Regions from separate parts of the Mus musculus genome. Here all the other regions are linked to region 1. The links are chromatin contacts, called in public promoter capture Hi-C maps. All regions are on one chromosome and are shown on one strand. The core of a region is the stretch at or near the end of the contact, and the rest is flanking DNA. Distances in the headings are between cores, read along the strand shown. Region 1 holds the start of Srebf1 (sterol regulatory element binding transcription factor 1). Region 2 holds the start of Trim11 (tripartite motif-containing 11). Region 3 holds the start of Iba57 (IBA57 homolog, iron-sulfur cluster assembly). Region 4 holds the start of Mrpl55 (mitochondrial ribosomal protein L55).

Region 1 (2,809 bases), core at 179-2,678:
TGGTGCTGGTTCAGCTGACCTCTGAGTCCTTCTGGCTGGGACAGGCTATTTGAGTTTTCAGAAAACCGGGTGTCTTCTGATGGTGGGACATGGCAGGGTGACCCCAAAGCAAGGGCTCCATGTGCGTTTTATAGCCCTGCCAACTCCTGTGTAATTTTCTAGCAGCTCCTCTGAGAAAGGAACAAAAATGTGTCCTGGTGAAGCCCAGGCACACCCTCCCTCCTTGCCCCAACTAACTCTATTGGTTGGGAGGTGAAAGCAGCCGAGGTATCTGCAGTCTGAGCAAGGCAGCTTCTGGGCGGCCTGGGGCCCTGACCCTCCCTGGTTGACTCGTAGGTTCTGCCGTTGCCTCCCAACTTGCATCACCTGTGGGCCAGAATGGTCTATTCAATCCACGCCGAAGAACCTCTCCTCCCTCCCTTGCTTTACCTGTTCCTAAGTCACAGGGCCCAGGGTTCACTTTTCAGTCTTTATTCAGGCACCTGGCCTGGCCCCAGGTCACATATGACCCAGTAGCTGGGCTCAGGTCCTCAGGACCTCTGTTACAGAATTCTTTCTTTTTTTTCTTTTTTCTTCTCTCTTCTCTTCTCTTCTCTTCTTTCTTTTTGGTATCTTGAGACAAGGTTTCTTTGTATTGCCCAGGCTGTCCTGAAACTCACTCTGTAGATCATGCTGGCTTCGAACTCAGAAACCTACCTGCTTCTGCCACCCAAGTGCTGGGATTAACAGAGTGTGCCACCATGCCTGGCTCACAGAATCCCTTCTTGACTTTGAGATTCACACTTTTTCTAGATCCTTTTGGAGACACAAGTCATTCTATAGGAGTAGTACGAGCCCACTGGCCCTTCAGGTCCTCTCTGCTCCAATGGTAGGACTGATAGGATTAAGACAAGATCAGAAGTTCCAGCCACCCCCTCCTCCTGCAGGTTCTGCCTGAGAACTCTTCTCCTCTGGAGGCCCACTTCTAGACTTCTAAGCTGAGAGGGTGGACAGGTCTTATGGGCCATGCTTCTCTAACCTCTCAGCTGGCTCATAGATAATTGGACCCTGGCTACAGATGAGGAAAACAGAGGCACATAGTGGAGGGGCCCCACTGCAGGCCTGTATCTGCTGTATTTTGGACCCAGGACTGTCTGGTTCTAAACAGCAAGACTAGGAAGTGAGTTTTCTGTTCTCTGCTCCCACCCTCATGCTGGGCCCCCCATCCCTGGCCCTTTAATCTAACGATGTCTGGGCTGGGTCTAGTCCTGTGGCTTCCATTCGGTCCCTCCCTTGGCCTGATACAGAAGAAGCCAAGGCCCAGTGCCTGTGCACCCGCAGGAGATTGCTAGAAACCAGGCTCGGGCAGGCAGTCTCAACCCGCTAGGCGAGCTGTCAGGATGCAGGCTGGTGGGCGGGGCTTGATGGGAAACCCCGCCCCTCCGCTCAGGTGGCTCCGCCCGCGGAACCCAGTTTCCGGGGAACTTTTCCTTAACGTGGGCCTAGTCCGAAGCCGGGTGGGCGCCGGCGCCATGGACGAGCTGGCCTTCGGTGAGGCGGCTCTGGAACAGACACTGGCCGAGATGTGCGAACTGGACACAGCGGTTTTGAACGACATCGAAGGTGCGTGTCCCGGGGCTCCGGCGCGGCCTGTGCAGGGTCGCACGTCCGGCGAGGGCGCTTGGCCGGGAACTTTGGCGCGTGCGCACTGCGCGATCTGGCGCCTGAGATCTAGGGTTGAGCTTTCCGGACCGCAGTGGGCTAGGTTTCTGGACACGCTGAGTATCCACTCAACTTCAAGCCTGGTCCTGTGTACAGTTCACAGGCCGACCCGGGGTTTCTCATTTCTTGAGTTCACCAAAATTCCCAAGAAAGTCCACGAACCGATATTTGCATTTACCTTGGCTTGCAAGCATCTGGCTACTTTGGATTGAGGTCAGGGAGGTCTCTTTGAGTGCACTAGAGCTAAGGAGCAGCCCCCTCACCGGAAAGGAAAGATACTTTTTAGGCGGAGGGGGAGGCAAAGGCCCTTTAGGCGGGACCTGAGTTTGAGGAATTGGAAATCTGATAGAAGAGAGAAGGTGCTCTCTAGAATATTTTTCAAATTTTGTGATTCTGGGGCAGTAACTCGGATTCTAGAACATATTAACAGGCTTTCTGCGCTGAGCCACACCCCAGGCCACTTAGATCCTTTAAAACATCACTTGAACTCGCTCAGTATGATTCATCTCCCATGTCAACAACAACTACCAATTGGGCGGAGGGAAGGAGTGGCGGCGGATCTGGAGAAGAAAAAAACCCCAGCAAGTCATTGTTACTATAAGATATGTATCCATGTTAGGTGGACTGTTCAACGATCTCTGGTGGCTGTTAGCAGTTTCAAAACATTATATTTCTCTTGCTCGTTTAAGGCTGCTCCACATCCTCCTCCACCCCAGATAATCATGACTGTGTGTCTACAACTACAATGGGGCCTGTGGGATTACAGTAGATTGTGCCCCCTGATGCTCTGTTGATAGACACCTAAGCTGTTTTTTATATCCAACACAGCCTTGGACTGCTGTGCCTACGTCCTCATCAGAGACCTAAATGTGCCATCAAAGCTTGGAGTTACTGCTAGTCACCTGCCGGGCAGTGGTGGCACATGCCTTTAATCCTAGCACTTAGGAGGTAGAGGCAGGTGGACCTCTGAGTTCGAGGCCAGCCAGGGCTACACAGAGAAACCCTGTCTGGGGGGGGGGGGGCGGAGAACAAAAACTGCTAGACACTTAAGAGGAATGAAAGTTTAGAGATATCTTGGCTGACCTGAGATCCAGGCATGGTTAGGAAC
Region 2 (2,809 bases), core at 148-2,647, 1.2 Mb after region 1:
GTACGCAAGACAGAGCATCCATTCTGCAGGAGGGAGACACCCTCTCTGCCATCAGCCTCCTATTTCACAATCATTTCCTATTTCACAAGGTCTCTTTCTGGTAACTCCACACCTTTTGGGATAAAAGGCCTAAGGGTAACTGCTTCTCTGAGCTTTTCTTTCTCTTTTCTTGTGTGAACCCCTATGCAAGAGAAACTTAGTGTTACTTAAGCTGATCTGTCTTGTCTGTTGTTCAGACAGTGAACTTAACAGGACAGAGGACAAAGGTTTTCTTTTTTGGCAATAGAGCAGCTTTAGTGTTGTCCCTTCAGGGCTTATCATGTCATTCGTGGAGAGATGTGGGTCTCTTTCAGCACCATTAAGGGGTTTGGTGGCAGGGGGGTAAACCTGCCAACCAATCATCGGTAAACCGGGTATGGACGAAACGAAATGAAAAATTACTGGGACGATCTCTGTTTATAAGCTTTTTAAGTTTATAAGTTTATAAGTTCACCTTTGTGCTAAAGTCCAAAGTAAAGGAGACTTGGTGCCTGGTTTATTCTGGTCACCCAAGTTCATGCAGTGATGGGGACACACTGGCAGAGTATCAACTCTGACACAGGCCAAACTGTTGATCTGACAGCGGGCCCCTTCACAAGCTCTCCAAGCTGAGTCTGGACTGACTACCAACACCCGGTTTTCCCCAGAATGCACGTGCATCTCATCCTGGAATAAGACAGGCTACAATCCCGACCCCGTCACAGGATCAAGTTAACTGTAACTCACACTTCCTCAACTCAGGGCAGGGCAGTAACGGGACATCCCTTCGCACCGGGCACTGGCCGGCTGCACCCAATGGAACGCACCTTGAGGTCGTCCGCCGCCTCCTGCAGCGGTCTCACCCGGTGAGTCCAGTGCTCCGAACGCTCGCAGATGGGGCACAGCAGGCTGAGGTCGTCGCCGCAGAAGGTGGTCAGCGGCTCGCGGTGCGCCGCACAGACGCCCTGCGGGACCGGAGAAGGCGGGTGCAGGCGTCGTGCCATTTCTGCCATTTTGGCGAGCGGGCGGTTGGGCCGTAGGTTCCTCTGCGCCGACAGCTCGCGACACTCGGGGCACGCGTATGGGCCCTCGGGCTGGCCCCAGCAACGTCGGATGCACTCGCGGCAGAAGTTGTGGCCGCAGTCGGTCATCACCGGGTCGGTGAAGTAATCCAGGCAGATGGCGCAGGTGGCCTCCTCCTGGAGGTTGGTGGACAAGTCTGGGGCAGCCATGGTGCTGGCGTCTGCGCCTGGATCGAGCTTTTCGTGGTGCACCGGGATCGGGCAACTCCGCCGCGAGAGCGCAGTGGGAACGGGCCAGGAGCAGGTAGCGGCACTCTCAGCCTCCTGGGTAGTGGGTACATCCGGCACTAAGCTCTCAGACTTCCGCCGGAAGAGAAACCACAGCGGAAGCAGGAAGCTAGTTTTTATTATTTTTTAGAACCCGTTTGTTCTTGGGTTGGCCGCTGTGTATCGGGGCTCGGGGTCGGAATCGAATTATAGTGCAAGAGATCGCATTTTCGCCTCTCTTGCGGTGACAAGTCTCCGCAGGTGGTGTCCCCGCACCCCAAGATCCGGATGCTGCAAACTTTGGCCATGGGTTCTGTAGCTAATCTCTTGTGCACTGTGTAAACCTTTCTCCGGTCAATACAATGGCCAGTGAGCTTAGGCAGGAAATTAGAAGGTGTGATGCCTGGAAAAGAGAGGGGCCGGGGTGGATGCCGGGATCGACACCGACGCAAGTTTGGCCCCAGAACGCTGATGGAGATAGCAGCAAAAACTGAGAACCAGGTAACCAGCCACGTGTGGCAGAACTTAGAATAACGGGATGATTATGCACGAATCAGGAAACAGTCAAAGCTTATGGTGGTGACCGTCTGCGGCCACAACTTCTGCCGCGAGTGTATCTGACGTTGCTGGGGCCAGCAACTTAGAAAAGTTGTGGACAGCGAGTGCTAAACTAGAAAGCCAGGCACGGCTTCTCTCCCGTAAGATTTCCCGTAGCGGCGGGCTGAGCGCTTGAGCGGCCGTCTATAAGCAACTGGGTAGCGAGCCGGAACGCACTCCAGCCTGCGTCTGCAGCGGCCCGGGTCTAGCACTCCCGCGGCTGCTGAGTCAGGCAGCGGCCGGCCACGAGCCTCTGGCGTGGCCCGCAGGCGAGCAGCTTCTCAGAGCTGCACGAACCAAGCGCAGTTTGCGATCCAGAGCTGGGGCACATAGGCCTGGCTTTCAGCCGGTGGCTGCAGGTAAAGACCTAAAGCCATTCTCGAGCAGCAGGTCGGAAGGGCCTGCAGAAAGATGGAAACAATGGGGGCAGCCTCCTGAACTGAGCTGAGGGGTTGAAGTTAGCCACCGTAGACACTTGCTGGTCTGTGGAGCCTGCAGACGCACTAAAGAACAAAAGGAACATTTTCCCGCAGCGGCTATGGGACTAAAAAGCCCCAAACTTCTGAACCGGTAAGGTATTAAGTTTGAAAACAATAAAAGAGGAAAGAGACTAAATATAAAACATCGTAGACAAATATAGTTTAAGTTGGTAAATCGAAGTTTTTAAGGAGATAGAGATTAAAGGGAAAATATCTTCTATGATAAAAATGGAAAGAACTCAGTGGCACAGGGCATCTAGAGTCTGTATAATTTTTGCTATAGTTATCAGCATATAAATAATTTTTTTCAGTAACGATAACAAATTTTCTATATCTTTTTAAAGAGAGATCAAAAGAAAGCAAACTTAGATAAGGAGAAGACTGGAAGATGTAGGTTACAGGCCTTAGAAGAAAAATTAGAAAAAA
Region 3 (2,809 bases), core at 197-2,696, 1.1 Mb after region 1:
TAAGACTAAGAACACACAAAAGGAACTCCAGTTTCCCTGGTAGCAATATGATCCAGTATGCCCCAAAGACCCAAGAACAGGGACTCAAAGAGACATCCGTGTAGTTGTTTTCATAGCAACACTTTTCCTGGCTCCAAGAATTGGAGACCTCCCAAGTACCCGTTGCCAGCTCAGCACATAGGGAAAGGTAGGCATTACCGTAATAAAAAAATTTTTTTTCGATACAGGATTTCTCTGTATAGCCCTGGCTGTCCTGGAACTCACTCTGTAGACCAGGCTGGCCTCAAACTCAGAAATCCACCTGCCTCTGTCTCCCAAGTGCTGGGATTAAAGGTGTGTGCCACCATGCCCAGCTATAAAATACAATTCTTAAAAAGGGAAGGGAATTCTGATACGTGCTATACTGAGGATGGGTGCTCCATGAAGAGAGCCAGGTGCAAGAGGACAGGCACTGGTTCTCAGAGGCTTCCAACCCACAAGGGCAGAAAGCCAACTGTGGGCACCAGCGGCTGAGTGTGTGTTCTGGGAGGAGTCAACGTTCTGGAGTTGGATGATTGGGAGATAAAAAGTTCTGGAGTTGGATGATAGTGAGGGCTGCGCAGCCGTTTGAACAATGCCGATATAAATGCACTAAAAGTGGTCTCGCTGGCTGGCTTTCATCAACTTGCCACAAGCCTAGCGATATCTGGGAAGATTCAGAAAACGCCTCCATAAGCTTGGCCTCTAAACAGGTCTTGGCTTATATCACATCAATGACTGATGTGAGAGGGCCCAGCTCACTGTGGACAGGTGCTCCTGGGTCGTATCAAAAAGCAGGCTGGACAAGCCATCAGAAGCTGGCCGGTAAGAGCCCTCTTCCAGGGCTTCTGCTTCAGTTCCTGCCCTGAGTTCTCTCTGTAAGTGGGTGTGACCTGAGAGTTTTCAAATGAAGTGAACCCCTTTTCTTCCCAAGTTGCTTTTGGTCATGTTTAGTATAGCAATAACAAAGTAACAGTGGTGAAGATAATACATTTTATACTGTTCGTATTTAACCGTGAACAAGGAAATGCCTAACTTTTTTCCTCCTTTTTTTCTGGGCAGTACTGGGGATGGGAACCATGGCTTCCTGCCTGCTAGGAAATGCTCTACCACTGAGCTATCTATCTTCAACTTTTTATTCGGAGACAGGATATTCATTTTAAGTTGCACAGGCAGGTCTTGAACACGCATCCTCCTGCCTCTGCCCCCCGAGAGGCTGGCTGGGATTGCACACCAGGACCGAGGTAAGATGGCAGATTTCATGTTTACTTATTTACCACGACCACAAGCGGTTTGACCAGGAGCCAACTAAGGAAAGGGTCACCGGGTGGCTCTAGCCTTGGTGTTTATCTGGGCTTGCGCACCCATCCACTGGCTGAGGTCCCGCCCACTTTCCCCCCCACGCACGCGCGTCGCCAGCCGCCGCCGCCGCCGCCGCCGCCCGGGGCCGCTGTGGTGCCCGCCTTCACTTAGCGCCCAAGATGGCAGCGGTGGCGCTGCTTCGGGGCGCGGCTGTGGGGCGCAGAAGCCCAGCTTGGCACTGGCGGCTGAGCGGGACCGCGAGTCACTGCCTAGCCCGTGGCTTTGGCCTTCTTGGCAGCAACCCCGCGGACGGTGTGGCCTGGACTTGCTTCCGGCTGGACGGGCGCGCCTTAGTGCGCGTGCGCGGCCCGGACGCTGCACCCTTCCTGTTGGGACTATCGACCAATGAGCTGCCGCTTTCGGGGCCTCCGACCGGCGCGGCTCAGCCCTCTGCGCGTGCGGCGTATGCCCATTTCCTGAATGTGCAGGGACGCACGCTCTATGACGTCATTCTGTATGGGTGAGCTTGGGCGGGGCAGCAGGGCGGGGCAGTAGGGTCGTTAGAGTGCTGAGGGAGCAGACCTCCAGAATCCCAGGAAGGATGTCCAGGATAAGATTTCTAGGGAATACTGGCTAGACACCCTTGGGAAGAGGCATAATTAGATTATTCTGGAAATGACTTTCTGAGGACAATCTAGACTTAGGGAAGGGGTCACCTAGAGGCGGATGTCCCATGGAAGGCATCCAGGTTGCGCTAGTTACTTGCACAGAGCGTTGTGCCTGGGACCCCAACCAGTCAAGTCAGAAGCTTCTGGAGTTATTTTCAAGATGGGTGCTTCAGCTTTGTCCCTCCCTCCTCACTTCTTAGAAAGATTTCGCTGGTTCGTGGGACTTTATTCAAAAAGCCACTCTCTGCACAGCCTCTCCACAGTGACAGATTGTCCCAGTGTTCTGAGAATCCAGTTTTTCCCTTATTTCTGGTTCCTCTTTGCAGTGCCAGCTGTTTGCCTGTATGGTCTCATTATCTATACAGCAGACCTGACTGTGACTGTAAATAGTGTTTGCTGGCCAGTCTGGGCAGGGCCTGCGTCTATAGCATTGAGTCTTCAGCTGCTCACCTTTATAGGATCTAAGTCGTGAAGTCTCAGCATTGTCTAGTAGGCATGTGAAGACCCGCCCTCCCTATCCTGTCCCTGAGCTGTCCCTTGACTCCTACCAAAGTCCAGGCCTGGCTGCCTGTCTCAGCTACCCGGTGTCTTTCCAAGTTGGTTTTTGGTGAGCCTCTTCAGTAGCCCCTAGATGCTCATTGGGAGTATATGGGGAATCCTCATATCTGGAGAACAGTTCCTGAACCCCTGAGGGTAGCTATTCCAGGATGAGAGTGGTGGATGAGAATTGACAGCCATGGCACCACTATCCAGTAGTTGTCTGCATTCTGTGGGGGGAAATCTAGAGTGCCTGTCTCCAGGTGCTGAAAGGCCACAGTGAT
Region 4 (2,809 bases), core at 138-2,637, 1.0 Mb after region 1:
GCTGTCTTACTTGAGACTGTCTCAAAAAAACAAAACAAAACAAAAAAAATCTAAGAAAACTGAAGTGAGGGCTTGTGAGATGGCTCAGGGGTTGGGAGCACTGACTGCTCTTCCAGAGGTCCTGAGTTCAATTCCCAGCAACCACATGGTGGCTCACAACCATCCGTAATGAGATCTGATGCCCTCTTCTGTGGAGTCTGAAGACAGCTACAGTGTACTTACAAATAATAAATAAATTAATTAATTAAAAAAAAACAAAACTGAAGTGAACCTAAGGGTTTACAAACACCATATAACCGTTTTTTTCACCTGTTTTGTTTAGAAAACAAAAAACCCTTATGTTCAATACAGACTCAATTTAAAAAAAGTTATCTTCAATATGTGGTTTGGATTCTTCAATAAAGAAGATTGGGTGTAGGCCAGGCATGGTGGCGCATGCCTTTAATCCCAGCACTTGGGAGGCAGAGGCAGGTGGATTTCTGAGTTCGAGGCCAGCCTGGTCTACAGAGTGAGTTCCAGGACAGCCAGAGCTATACAGAGAAACCCTGTCTTGAAAAATCAAAAAAAAAAAAAAAAAAAAAAAAGAGATTGGGTGTGTGTCACTTGCCAGTTTATCCTACTAGCCCTCTGGCCTCAGATTAGAAAGTCCTTTTGGAGGCTTTTTACAGCAGCTACCAGGGTTCTATCCTTAAAAGACTGAGGCAGTTTTCAATGGGACAGAGGCCCACCCAATTCCAGAAGTTTATGGAACCACAACCCTCTTGTGCGGGGTAAGTGTGGAGTGCTTGGTTCACTTTCTTTTTAACATCCTTTTAGTTTCCATAGCAATACTGTGAGAAGACTATTATAAACTCCGCTTACAAACGGGAAAAGAAGCTACTTTCAATGCCAGAAGTGGTCCGGCAGGTAGAAGTAGAGCGTCCCACACTCAGCAAGATAGAACCTGTGGGCGTGCGCAGAGATTAGAAAGTTCCCACCTAAGGAGGGAACCGCAGGGTAGGGTACCACTGCCTCGAAAGAGGTGATCCCGCTGGTCAATGTCCCAAGTTCGGGTCCTTATCCTCTCTAGCCACGTCGACTAGACCCGGGGTCGTCTGTGCAGACGTCCCCTCCCATTTTATCCACCCGACGCGCAAGTCGCTCTCCCATTTACCCCTCAGTGTTGGGGCCGGTTGCTGCCGGCACCCAAGAAACGCCAACCTGCAGCCGCTACCTTAGCGTGGGAGAGACCTCGTAGACCCGCCGTGCAGAACTTTACTCGATAGGTGGGAAACTGAGGCCGAGCCACGCAGGGCCACACAGGGAACCCGTCCCGTCACTGTAGATGATAATCCTTCACCATAACCCAGATGTCCTGAAGGCGCCCGCGGCGCGCGGTGATGACGCCACGGAGCGCAGGGCGGCCGTCCCCATTAAGGGCGGAGTAAGGCCAGGTGGGCGTGGTTGGAGCCAGCTCTCGTGGTGGGGTGGGGGTGGGGTTTCTGGTTAGTTGTCCAGGTTCTGGCGTCGCTGCGGGTGGCGAAACTGAAGTAGGCTAGGTCGACGGACTACCCAAGGCCAGAGAGTGTGGGCGGGAGGCCGTCGGAATTCTGTGACTTTCTGGGGTGCAGGCAGCACAACGCTGTGCAGTGCCTGGACGGAAGCCAGACAGCATTGCTATGCACCGCTGGGCGGTCCCTAAGTTTCCATGCCTGGTTGTTCTCAAGGTTTGCTCCGGATCTGATAGTCGCCCGTGACCCCTTTCCGCAGGTACATGGCTTGTCTTGGGTTCGCGGTGGAACATCCAAGTGCCAAGTTGGGTTGGCAAAACAGCTAAGGTGAAGGAGTTGGAGTCACTCGTGAGGAATATCTTTAGAGAACAGTCGGCTCTTCAGAACCAAAGAGCACAGGACTTTCAAGGACCCCACTAGTGTCTCGTGAGTGGTCCTGAAGCTCTCCGCCGTTTTGAGCTTATGGCAGCGGTTTATTGTAAGCCCTGGAGGTGCGCTGCTGTGCAAGCTGCAGGACTCTCCACAAAGTTTCTCAGGATGACTACACAAACTTACTTATGTGCTGCCTTTAGAGGACGTTGCCACATTTCGCCCCTGGCGACATTGTGGCAGATCTTTTTCCTTCCCCATTTCTGCTTTTTCCTGAGTTACTTGTCTTTTACCATCGTCCCTCTTGGGTTGCACTGATCAATTTAGTTCCCTGTCTCCTCCTAGGGCTATCCAGCATGTAGTCGGGGGTCTACAAGGGACACAAGGAGAAGTGGGTTTGTTTGTTTGTTTGTTGCTTTTTTGTTTTTTTGCAGCCTGGCAGCCAGCCTCTGGAGCTCATCTCACATAATGGCCTGCAAATGTCGTTATCAGGCACCAGAAAGCAGGGAACTCTTGCGACGGTAAGCTGGTGCCTATAGAATTTCCGAAGAGGACTCTCTAGCCACCTTACAAAGTCAGGTGATCTATCAGCCAGTGAGCTCTGGCAAAGGCTGAGGAGTGGCATTGGCATTGTCTGAAGGAAGGGCTGGTAAACTTTTCTGCTTCTCTTGTAAGCAGTCCTCTTGTTGAGTCGTCCTGTCAGGGCAGATGGCAGGGAGTCCTCTGGGTGCTGCTGAAAGTGATGTATTAGGTCAGCGAGTTCCAGCAGAGGGTACTCAGTTTGGGGGACAGGTGATGGGGGCATCACACACCTGGTGGTGGGTTTGCTTTGAGTCTATGAGGCTCTGAGACCTCAGATGTGTCTTCCTTTCTCCACTGAATCGATCACTAAGTCTTGAGACTCATTTTCACTGTTTGAGGTTCTGTCTGTTGTCCCAGTTAAGGGGACC

What was found. Promoter capture Hi-C pulls out the DNA fragments that hold promoters and counts their contacts.
Region 2: a contact with region 1 is called in a promoter capture Hi-C map of liver, with 5 times the contacts expected there. The contact joins the promoter of Trim11 here to the promoter of Srebf1 in region 1. A contact is called at or near these places in 2 of 39 promoter capture datasets (liver and pre-B cells) and 1 of 115 datasets of contacts at active chromatin or transcription factors (pancreatic cancer cells).
Region 3: a contact with region 1 is called in a promoter capture Hi-C map of stem cell-derived epiblast-like cells, with 2.1 times the contacts expected there. The contact joins the promoter of Iba57 here to the promoter of Srebf1 in region 1.
Region 4: a promoter capture Hi-C map of pre-B cells shows a contact between it and region 1, with 2.1 times the contacts expected there. The contact joins the promoter of Mrpl55 here to the promoter of Srebf1 in region 1. A contact is called at or near these places in 2 of 39 promoter capture datasets (liver and pre-B cells), 1 of 484 Hi-C or Micro-C datasets (CD4 T cells) and 1 of 115 datasets of contacts at active chromatin or transcription factors (pancreatic cancer cells).

What each region holds. Positions count from the first base shown.
Region 1 is chr11:60,219,246-60,222,054 of GRCm38.p6, reverse strand. It overlaps Srebf1 (sterol regulatory element binding transcription factor 1), which reads left to right and starts at 1,428. Exons shown (of 19, transcript NM_011480.4): 1 at 1,428-1,602. The coding sequence starts at 1,512.
Region 2 is chr11:58,976,681-58,979,489 of GRCm38.p6, reverse strand. Trim11 (tripartite motif-containing 11) reads right to left here and starts at 1,397. Exons shown (of 6, transcript NM_053168.2): 1 at 846-1,397. The coding sequence starts at 1,250.
Region 3 is chr11:59,162,382-59,165,190 of GRCm38.p6, reverse strand. It overlaps Iba57 (IBA57 homolog, iron-sulfur cluster assembly), which reads left to right and starts at 1,446. Exons shown (of 3, transcript NM_173785.6): 1 at 1,446-1,840. The coding sequence starts at 1,500.
Region 4 is chr11:59,201,064-59,203,872 of GRCm38.p6, reverse strand. Mrpl55 (mitochondrial ribosomal protein L55) reads right to left here and starts at 1,387. Exons shown (of 4, transcript NM_001302336.2): 1 at 1,214-1,387. It overlaps 2610507I01Rik (RIKEN cDNA 2610507I01 gene), which reads left to right and starts at 1,442. Exons shown (of 3, transcript NR_037964.1): 1 at 1,442-1,749; 2 at 2,294-2,380.